Regions from separate parts of the Mus musculus genome. Here regions 1 and 2 are each linked to region 3. Evidence: chromatin contacts called from public HiCAR-type data. All regions are on one chromosome and are shown on one strand. Each heading gives the region's core, a stretch centred on a gene start, on an enhancer-like site or on the middle of the called end of the contact. The rest is flanking DNA. Distances are from core to core; before and after follow the strand shown.

Region 1 (3,578 bases), core at 387-2,886, 2.3 Mb before region 3:
AATTTGTGTAGACAGCTCAGTAAACAGCAAGACAGGACCCTCGTTAGTGCTAGGACCCATAGAAATTGCTGTGACCTCATTGGACACAGATCCTAAGTAGCACACACAGCCACCCCTCTTACTGTCCATCCTCCTCCATCACCAACCCTAAAACACCAGGAGTAAAAACAAAAACAAAACTTCTCAGCGCAGGGTCCCATTTGGTTGTAAAGACCCATCTGACTTGAAGTCGGCAATTAAATTAGGAATGGTAGTGTCCGAGGTGGCTGTGGCTGGGCCCAGGGCTGACCCGGTAGGTTTCTAGAGCCGGTGGTCAGGAGGCGTCGAGTGTTTGAAAAAGTGCTAGCGACTTCGTCCCAGCATTGATCTTTGCTTTATTGCCTCCAGGAATGAGAATGGGAAGAATGAGTTTTCTACGCGCGCGTTTGTGTCTGTGTGTGAGTCTCTGTGTGTGTGTTAAACACAACAGCAATGCACGCCCTTTGCTGGTCAGCCCCGGGGGCCCGGTGCACGCCTCCGCCCAGTACACACGCGGCCAGGGATCGTTCAAAGTGCCCGCAGTGGCAGCCGGTTCGGCCGAGCAGTCTCCAGGAGCCAGAGAGGGCGGATCTGGGTGGACGCCGGCTGGAGACCCAGTTGGGAGGGCGGGCGGCTGGGAGGCGTGGGACTAGGACTGGACCTCGGGTGGTGAGAGTGCCGACTGTGGCGGAAGGCCGAGGCGAGTGTGGGCGCGCACGAAGACCCGCGCCCGGCCACCTTCGTGCGCGGCCCAGGCCGCCTGCCTCCATCCGGCTCCGTGGCGGCCCACTGCGTGACTCGCGCGTTCCCGGCCGAGTACGAGCTGTCCCTGGCCCTGCCTCAGCCAGACGCGGGGGAGAGAGAGTAGGGTCTGGTTAGTACCGGCCGGAAAGGAACTGGCCAGGAAAAAAAAAAAAAAAACAAGTGGAGGATGGATGGAATCATCCAGTTACAGAACACGCTCCGTGGGCTGGAGAAGCTCTGAACTCGGAGCGCCAACCCAGGGTCCGCTGGGTCCTGGCCCACCGCGCCCCCTCCTTGATCCTAGAGGACCGATGCTGGGGGCGAGCGGGGAATCCCCAAAGCTGGCAGAAACCAGCTCTGCGTGGTCCCTGCGCTCCGGGACCACCTGCTGCCGCGGCCCAGCCCGCCGCAGTATTTATACCGGGGCGCGAGCCCGCACGGCAGGGTGGGGGAGGGGCTGCAGGCCCCGCCCCCTATCAGGCGGCCCCGCCCTCCCGCACCTCCGACCAGATTCGGGGCTACCGAACCCCCCCTACTTCTCGCCCCCTACTCTGGCTAGCCGGGGGTCTGCAGCGGGCTGCCCGGTTGGCAGCACTAGCTGGAGGGCGGGCTTCCCTGCGGAAAGCGACGTCACGGCCGCTCCTGCAGTGTGAATGAATCAAAATGCCTGGGTGACCGCGGCCTCCAGGGCAGCCGGCACGCGAAGGGTGGAGGGGGAGGGGGAGAGGAGGGCGGGGAAGGGAAGGGGGGGAGCCAGAGCTGCAGCAACAGTGTCTCCTCAACCCGGGATGTGCACCAGCCCGGGAGAGCGAGATCAAAGGGATTTGAAACAGCCTGAGGACTGGCGGGGGAGGGGGCCAGCCAGCTTGTGGAGTCCTCCCGGAGACGCGGAGGGCTCGGTTTCCTCTGTGACTTCAGCGGCCTGGTTGGTTTTATTATTATTATTTTCAAATTTCCGAATCCAGCCAGAGGGAGAGAGCGAGAGATCTCGGTAGACTGCGACTTGCTGCCTCTGGCTCCAAGATGATGCAGAGCGCGGCTGTCCCCGCGGAGGGGGCTGTCAAGGGGCTCCCGGAGATGCTCGGTGTGCCGATGCAACGTAAGACACCCTCCTTTCTCGCTAATTTAATTTGATAACAAGACAGCTAACAGCCTCAGCGGGTGCGGGGAGGCCGGACGCGCCGTTCAAGGCACTGACCGGGAGGGGTCGGGGTGCAGAGGCGGTCACAGAGCTGGGGTACTACCAGTCAGTGTTTGAAGGGCTTGACTCTTGGCAATTTGGGATCGAATTCGAAAGATTCCGGGATACTGTTCGTGGAGGGCCCAAGGGTATAGAAAGTAGCATCTTTGGGCCGTCGCTTTTATGAGAACCCTAGGGAGGATGCTGTTTGGGGACAACAGAGGTTTCCAGCTACAGGCCAGGCCCGAGGGCAAAAGTGGTCCCCCAATTGATTACCTTTCGCGGCAATGGCCAAAGCTCGCAGAACCGCTGGTACAACTTTACCCCAGCTGGCGGGAAGTTGGAGAGCGCGTCCCGGGTCGCAGGGCTGTACAGAAGCCCCCTGTCACACTCTTGGTTTCGGCAGTTCGAGCACTTGATTGAGTCCCCAGTCACTGCTGCCCGGGGCACCCGCCGCCTGTGTTGCCGCCAGCAGACTGCTCCGGGTGAGCGAATGCACTCGCCACATTCCAGCTAGCCGAGGAATGCAGCGGCGAGAAGCTCTGGAACGAAGTTGTGCGTGCAGCCTTTGCTTAGGCGAGGGTAGGCAATCTTAGTGGCGCGGGGCTGGAAGAGGGAGAGAGACTCAGACGTGTGGGCACTTTGCTAGCTCTCTCAATTTCTTCCAGAGCCTGCAATTAGTTACGGCAGGTCTCTCACCCCAGGTTTCTGGTTTGTACGGATGTGCACACACGGCAGAGATTTTCCGGGTGGGAATCTGTCTGTGTTTCCGACTCCTGAACAGATAGAAGCAATCTGTGCAGAGACCCGAACAGGTTCTCAGGCTTAGCGCGCGCTTGCGGGCTCCTGGTTAAGTCTGGGTTTACAAACGGCTGCACTGGGCTAGGTGCCCCTGGGTACCCTAGAGAGATGAAGGGTTCCCTCGATGGGCTTGCCAAGAGACTACACTTCCGCTTACGACTGCTTTAGTGATGCGGTAGGAGTTTATTGTAAGTAAGAGCAGGCTCACCCAGGGATGGAGACTACCTACGATCCCCGGCGCAGCAGCGCGCCCTCCTGCGCCCTGCCTCTCCATCGCAGGGGTTCTGTAACACAAATCTCAGGGCGGGCTGTCCAGCCAATGTCTTGAGATTTATTGTAAAGTTTTTGAGAGAAAAATGGAAGAGATAGCTTCATTTGAGCCTGTTTTAGATTGTTCCTCCGCTGTAGCCTACAGTTCTTGTGTCGCCTGTTGGCGAACAGTTGCAAAGTTCGCTGCGCCTTGGAGAATTGACTGTCAGCGTATTCTGTAAGCAGTGTTGGTAATTGCTTCCAACAGCTTGTTGATTCTCATCTCCTAAACAAACAGAAAAGCAAACCCTTTCTAAGGTACCCACGTTCTTAAACTACTTGTAGCTATGCTGCACTCATAAGGGCGGTCTGTGAATGGATAAAGGATGTGGGGGTCTGACTCAATCCTCCTTAAGTACCTGTATTCTAATGACTTCCTCCACAGATGTCCTGTCCGGATTCTGGACTCTCCTCTGACGGTACTTTTTTTTTTTTTTTGTCATATACAAAATTCACATTGTCTTGATTTTTGTGTCTTTTGCTCAGGGATACTGAATGTCAGGAACTCGCTTTGCTAAAAAGACAT
Region 2 (3,301 bases), core at 577-3,076, 2.6 Mb before region 3:
CAGGCTACCACGAATGAGTATCACTTTCGTTTTTCCTTAAGTTTTGTTTTCTAAAAAAGTGCTACCAAGTGTGGTGGCCCACACCCTTAATCCTAGCGTTTGGGGAGCAGCGGCAGGTTGATCTCTGTGAGGCTGAGGCCAGTCTAGTCTACAGTTCCAGGACAGGCAGAGATCACCCTCCCTCCCTCCTTTCACTCACTTACACACACACACACACACACACACACATCTTTAAAAAAAGGGCAGCTGTCTCCTTATGGCTCCCCTTCTTTGTAGTTAATAAACAATGCTAAATGAAGCTCCAAACATGACTCTTGAGTCATCTGTGTTGCTGACCAAATTTATAGACTATTTGTGAAAATTCTAGTAACTGGGAATTTGTCTAAGTTTGAGTAACAACTTAAGGTCATTATTTAAAATACTGGAAAAAGGCAAATACTTTTAAGTTTTTTTTCAAAATCACTGTTATGTGGCTTCCAAATAAAAACTCAAAATCGATTTTTTTTTTTTTTAGGGCTAGGGTATAGCTTATTGGTATACCATTCACGTGAAAATTCAAGAATATGGTTGATATGGCTACGACTCAAAAATGGAAACACACCCCAAGAGTGTAACTAAACACAATTTTAAAGGGTCAACAGGTGAATAAAAATTTTAAACTGGGTAAAAGCAATTTCATAAAGGTCCATGAAACTATAATTTTCGCCATAAGATGACATGCAGAATTGCCTTTCTGATCATTTCTCCTCCCAGGGACATTTGAAAAGGAGTGGCCAAAGTAGCAGGGGAACTGCGCAACAGCTTGGGATCAAGGACTGAAACTTGCCCTTTCCCAAAGCCTCTGGGAGCCAGGACCAGCGCCCCCGGTGGTGGGCAACTGGCCATCAGCAGCTTGGCACAGGCCACTTGTCCTACCACCTCCTGGTCGCCCCCACCTTTCCCTCCAAGGCCAAGGACAGAGACGTCCTCCTCCCCCTTCTCCTCCTCTTTGGTGCCTTCAGCCAGGAGGCGGGAGTGACCCGCAGCAGCTGACCCAGCTCGGGCACTGCCTCTCCGACAGCCCTCAGGACACACCATGGGCCTGGAGGCTGGTTGGTGGCACACGAGCGAGGACGCAGGCGGCGGCCCCGGCGACTCTCAACTGCCTCCCTGACCACTGCGACAACCTCCCCGAAGCCATCGCCACTACCCGCAGCGGAATCTATCTGCGGCCAATCTATCGCCACGAACCGACTACCAGCTACGTAAACAACTATGGCGGGAGAAAGGTGGCAGGCCGAGGGGCCCGGAGAAGGTTGGGCCATCTACGTCACACCCAGAGCCCCCATCCGGGAGGGAAGGCGGAGGCTCGACCCGCGAAATGGCGACAGCAGTGACGCGCCTGCGTACGGAGCTCACCCGTCGCGCCGCGGACGACGGGAAGTGAGGTTTTCAGAGGAGCCGGCAGAAGTGTACGGCGACTTCGAGCCCCGGGCGGCCAAAGAAAGGTCTCCGGGGGGGAGACGAACCCCGCCAGAAAAGTTCCGGCCGGCTTCTGCGGGAGAGGAAGTGAGAGAAAGCGCTTACAACCTTCGCTCTCGACCACGGAGGCAGCGGCGAGCCCAGGAAGCCGAGGAGATGAAGACGCGGAGGTCTGCTCGCCTTGAGCAGCACTCACAGCAGCCGCAGCTGTCTCCGGCCACGAGCGGCCGAGGGTTACGGGACTCTCCGTCCTCCAGTGAGGACCGCGAAGGTAACAGTCTCGGCTGCGGGCTCGGGAGCGCGCGCGGCGGCGGGCACGCGGCGGCAGGCGCGCCCCCGTGGAGGCCGGCCCCGCTCCGGCCCCGCCTGGGTCCTGGTGATTTCTGCGGCCCTTTGGGCGCGCACTCCCGGATTGAGTCCACCCGGACCCTCAAGAGGGAAGGACGCAGTGGGCCGCGCGGGAAGGTGGTGGTGCGAAGTGACCCGAGCGGAGGCGGGCAGCTCTGCCTAGTCCTGGAGCTTCAGTTTGGGGGGTCTAGGTCTCCTCTTTCTGTAGGCTTTTGCTAGAGGTCGGCGGCTAAGCCATTGTCGGAGCCCCAAACTACTCTGCGCTCGGTTTCATTTCCGTCCTCTGAAGTTTCTACTGAAGCCACTTCCATTTCCTTTTTTTTTTTTTTTTTTTTTTTTTTAAATCTCGGGGGCCCCAAGTCCCCAGCTGAAAATCCTGTTTTTAAGTTAACTTTCCAGTCGGTTTCTTTCGTTTTTTTTTTTTTTCACCAAGATTGGGAAAACGAGATCATTTCTAGGCGGATGCTACGAGGAGTAGCTGACTTTAATGAATGGGTTGGTGACATTACTCCAAATACAGAGTCTGGTCTCTGCCAGACTTTCCCCCCAGATTGGAGGCCATCACGGTAATCTTAAGTAGCTAAACAAGTCAAGACTGACAAACTACTGAAACAAAACAAGGTTCTATTTATTAGTAAAGCTTATATATGAAGCCCCAGATGCCAACAGGGTGTGTACTATAGTTTTAGTTAAGTCACACAGATGAACCAAATTCTTCAAGCCATCCTCTTATTCCCTGCACTCGGATATAACTGAGTCACAGGTGGTTCCAGTAAGCCCCATGTCAGTCACCTAATTATGAGGTAAAATTCTGAGGGTTAGAGTCACAGTGGGATGGCCTCCCTAATACATTTGATGCATCTGAACAGGAGTGGATTTAAAGCTTAGAGCACAGTAAACTGGCTTGCAGATTTACCTACTTGCCCTTAAAGTCCTGACACACTTGAAGATCTGTTCATTTGGGAAACTTTATGCTAGAGATGTGCATGCTCTTTTGGATGTAAGGAGACAGTTTATTTGCTTATACATGTCAGCATTTCTTTTAAGATGGCAAAGTTGGGAGAAAAAAAAAGGAACCTGTCACGCATGTATGCCTGGTCGAAATTTAGGTACTTGTGTTAATTCTGTCTCAGAAACTGAGACAGTGTTTGCACATGGGAGGCAATGTAACTGTTACTTTTTATTGACTTTCCCACAGAGCCTCCTGCACCTAAATTCAGTTTACCTTTTATACATTTTTAGAGGATTTAAACATTTCTTTTACCTGACTCTTGAACCTACCTTTTAATTTTTTATATTTTCTTTATTTACATTTCAAATGTTATCCCCTTTCCTCATTTCCCCTCCGAAAACTCCCCTATATCCCCCCCCCCCCCCAACCAATCCAATCCCTCTCCCTGGCCCTGGCATTCCCCTACACTGGGGCATAGAGCCTTCACAGGACCAAGGGCCTAACCTTTTAACTTGCTAAAGTAGCATTTTTGTCGTAAAG
Region 3 (3,144 bases), core at 364-2,863:
TTTCTCCAGGAGTGCAGGAACTGCGTTTGGTACTGGGACTCAAATACTTCAAGCACTCTGCCACTTGATCTAGAATTCCAGCTATTTCTTTACTATTGAAACAAAAATCTCACTATTGAGACTGACCTAGGTTAACCTTAAACTCACAATTCTCGGGCTCCAGCATCCTCCCAAGTACTGGGATGGGCAGGTGGATTATTGTGAGTTCTGGCCCAACCTGGTCTACAAAAGACAAACAAGGCATGAGTCACCATGCTCAGCCAATTTTTATACCCATCGCTGCAACGAATATACTTGTACACAAATTCTTTTGCTATACTTTAAATAAAATGCAGTATTAAAATGTATGCTATTTGTTCTGTTTGGTGGGGTTTTTTTGTTGTTGTTGTTGTTTGTTTTTTGTTTTTTTTGAGACAGGGTTTCTCTGTGTAGCCTTGGCTGTCCTGGAACTCTCTGTAGACCAGGCTGGCCTTGAACTCAGAGATCTGCCTGCCTCTGCCTCTCGAGTGCTGGGATTAAAGGCGTGTGCCACCCTGTTTGGTGTTATCAGGCTCTTTCCATGCAAAACACCTGTCTACATCGTGACTTGCTGACTGGGAACCATTCTGGGGACATCTTACGCCTGTTTTTATGTGCATCCGTGTATTCACACCACCCTTGCACCTGATGCCTGGGAAGGCTCAGGAGAGGATCTGGGATCCCTTGAAACAGGAGTGTCGGATGGATGGGAGTCACCTTGTGGGTTCTGGGACAGGAAAATTGACCCCTCTACTAGAACAGCAAATGTTCTTAACCAAGGAGCTGTCTCTCTAGCTGCCATTTTCACAATTCCAACGTAATATTAGCTTTATGTTTGGGCCTAATATGAAGATGTATTAAAAACTAGGGTGTGTTAACAACGAGACGTGTGGACACTAGGGTGTGTGGACACCGAGCTCTGTGTATTTGAGTGGACAGTAAGATGTATGCCCAGACTGTGACGAGCGCTTCACGGCCTCATCTTTTAGGAGGTGTCATTTTAGCTGACAATTTTGTATAACGGGTTAGTCAAGTCCTCTAGGGCAGGAGCTGAGGGTCTGGGCAACGACTAAGGTGGCCAAGGTGGCATTCTGTACCCCTTGACTCCAAAAGACTGATTTTTTCCCCCAAAAGACTGTTTTGAAGGGACAGATTTGCTTTCCCTGCTGTGGGAAAGACCCAAACCTCCCGGAGCTGGCCCCTCTGCAGCTTCGCACCTTCGAGCCCTGTAGCACCTGGTCGCAGTACAGAGCCACCTTCTCGCTGCGCCACATGCCCCTCATGGGGGATGCGTAGATCGGTGGCAGGGGCTGCGCTTCCTCCTGGTCCTCAGGCACCGCGGGCACGGGCTCCTCGTCACATGTTTCGGCTTGGGTGACCGGTGGGAGCTGGAGCCGTCGCCGTGCCGCCTTGCCCTTCACGGGGCGCGGGGAGGCCACTACCGAGCGCACGGGGGACATGAAGCCCCTGGTGGGCGCGGCCACCGAGTCCCGGAGGGTGGCTAAGACAGTCTGCTCCGCTGGCGAGCTGTCACTCCCGACCGAGGCCTTGGGCTCTGAGGTCGTGGCATCCGACTCCATGTTCGCGCCGCAGCCGTTGGCCGCCTTCCCCTCGTGGGACCACGCAGCCTGTGCGCGCTCCGCGGGCGAGCACATGCGTGGGCGGGAAATGAAGGCAGGTGCGGGGGCGGTGGGAGCACGCTGCGCAGAGGCGGGGATAGGGGCGGGGTCCTGCCTCTGACCCCGCCCATTGATCCTTGGAATCGCCTAATGGCAGAACCTAGGAGCTCGTTGGTCCCCACCCATCCACCCTTAAGTCCTGAAACATTTCAGGGCCAGGCAAGCTACGAAGTCCCTAGGTAGCCAAGGATGACCTTGAATTTCTGATTCTCCTGCCTCTCCCTCTCAAGTGCTGGGTTCACAGGCCCGCCCCACTCAATGGGGCGGTTCATTACCTGCTAGACAAGCACTCTACCGATTGAATCAGACCCCCTCCCCCCAGCCAAAGGAAACATACTTTTATTCTAGGAAGCATTTGTGACTGGGACCAGCTGGTTATTACCAGAGAAAACTGCGGATAGATGTAGGCACCCGGGATCACCTTTCCACGCGGATCTCAGTTTAGGCGTCCCTTCATATCATAAACAAATTGCTCTGTGTGTGTGTGTGTGTGTGTGTGTGTGTGTGTGTGTGTGTGTGTGTGTGTGTGTGTGTGTGTGTGAAGATGTGATTAAGTCAATGGGTCAAATTAGTCTGTGGAGCTGCTCAGAATTCTCCCTGATGGGTGTTTACAGTACTGCAACCCTTATCAACACGTATTTCAGCGGTGGCGACGGTGAGTAAGCGCATTTTCCTAAATGTTGCTCACGGCCTTTGATGAGCATCAGGACTCCAGTTCCCGGTATGTGAGACTGCTTGTGTATTGAGCCCGTTGGAATACCGTCTGTTTACTCTATCTGGACTCTGTGCTGGGCGCACAGCCCCCGAGCTGAGGTGACTTGGGAAAACACCTGCCTTCCCTCTCGCTCACTTGGAAGGACACTGTGTGAAGTTGTGAGTTTATTTTGAAGGAGACATTCCCGTTTGTATCGTGTTACTGTAGTGCAGAAAACAATTAGGACTTCAATTATTCTGTATTCACACTTCACTGTATTTGTCTGGAGTCTGTGACCTTCTTTAAAATGGTGCCATTATAACCACCCAAGACCACCCATTCGAATAAAATCTATTACAGGGCTGGTTTTCTCTTCTTTTAATTCATTACCTCGCGTGTGTGTGTGTGTGTGTGTGTGTGTGTGCAGTCCATGCTTGCCTGGTGTGTTGTGTAGACTGAGCCTCAAGCTTGCAGGGCCCTTCATCTGCCTCCCAGGCACTATGGTGATAGGCACCCACTGCCACCCTCTGCTTACTCTTGTTATTTTGTTTTAAATGCTTTCCTCTTCCTTTCTTTGAAAAAATAATTATTTTATTAGTATTAGTTTAGCCCTTAAGTTTAGAGTAAAAAAAAAAAAATCCTGTGAGCTAGTTCAAAGTGTTTAAATTTCAAACACAGCACTAGTTTTTGTTTCTTCCGGAAACAAACAGATGTTTCATAGGAACTACTAAGTGCCAGACAGGCACTGTGTAG

What was found. HiCAR-type assays count read pairs that join an accessible place to other places.
Region 1: a contact with region 3 is called in a HiCAR-type map of astrocytes, with 9 times the contacts expected there. The contact joins the promoter of Lhx4 here to the promoter of Shcbp1l in region 3. A contact is called at or near these places in 1 of 39 promoter capture datasets (liver) and 1 of 115 datasets of contacts at active chromatin or transcription factors (astrocytes).
Region 2: a contact with region 3 is called in a HiCAR-type map of astrocytes, with 3 times the contacts expected there. The contact joins the promoter of Tor1aip2 here to the promoter of Shcbp1l in region 3. A contact is called at or near these places in 1 of 39 promoter capture datasets (hippocampal neurons), 1 of 115 datasets of contacts at active chromatin or transcription factors (astrocytes) and 1 of 9 other capture datasets (liver).

The regions. Positions count from the first base shown.
Region 1 is chr1:155,740,085-155,743,662 of GRCm38.p6, reverse strand. Lhx4 (LIM homeobox protein 4) reads left to right here and starts at 1,636. Exons shown (of 6, transcript NM_010712.2): 1 at 1,636-1,861. The coding sequence starts at 1,786.
Region 2 is chr1:156,034,189-156,037,489 of GRCm38.p6, reverse strand. It overlaps Tor1aip2 (torsin A interacting protein 2), which reads right to left and starts at 1,826. Exons shown (of 7, transcript NM_172843.4): 1 at 1,382-1,826. It overlaps Tor1aip1 (torsin A interacting protein 1), which reads left to right and starts at 1,010. Exons shown (of 10, transcript NM_001160018.1): 1 at 1,010-1,732. The coding sequence starts at 1,255.
Region 3 is chr1:153,423,678-153,426,821 of GRCm38.p6, reverse strand. It overlaps Shcbp1l (Shc SH2-domain binding protein 1-like), which reads right to left and starts at 1,613. Exons shown (of 10, transcript NM_001033162.2): 1 at 1,236-1,613. The coding sequence starts at 1,598.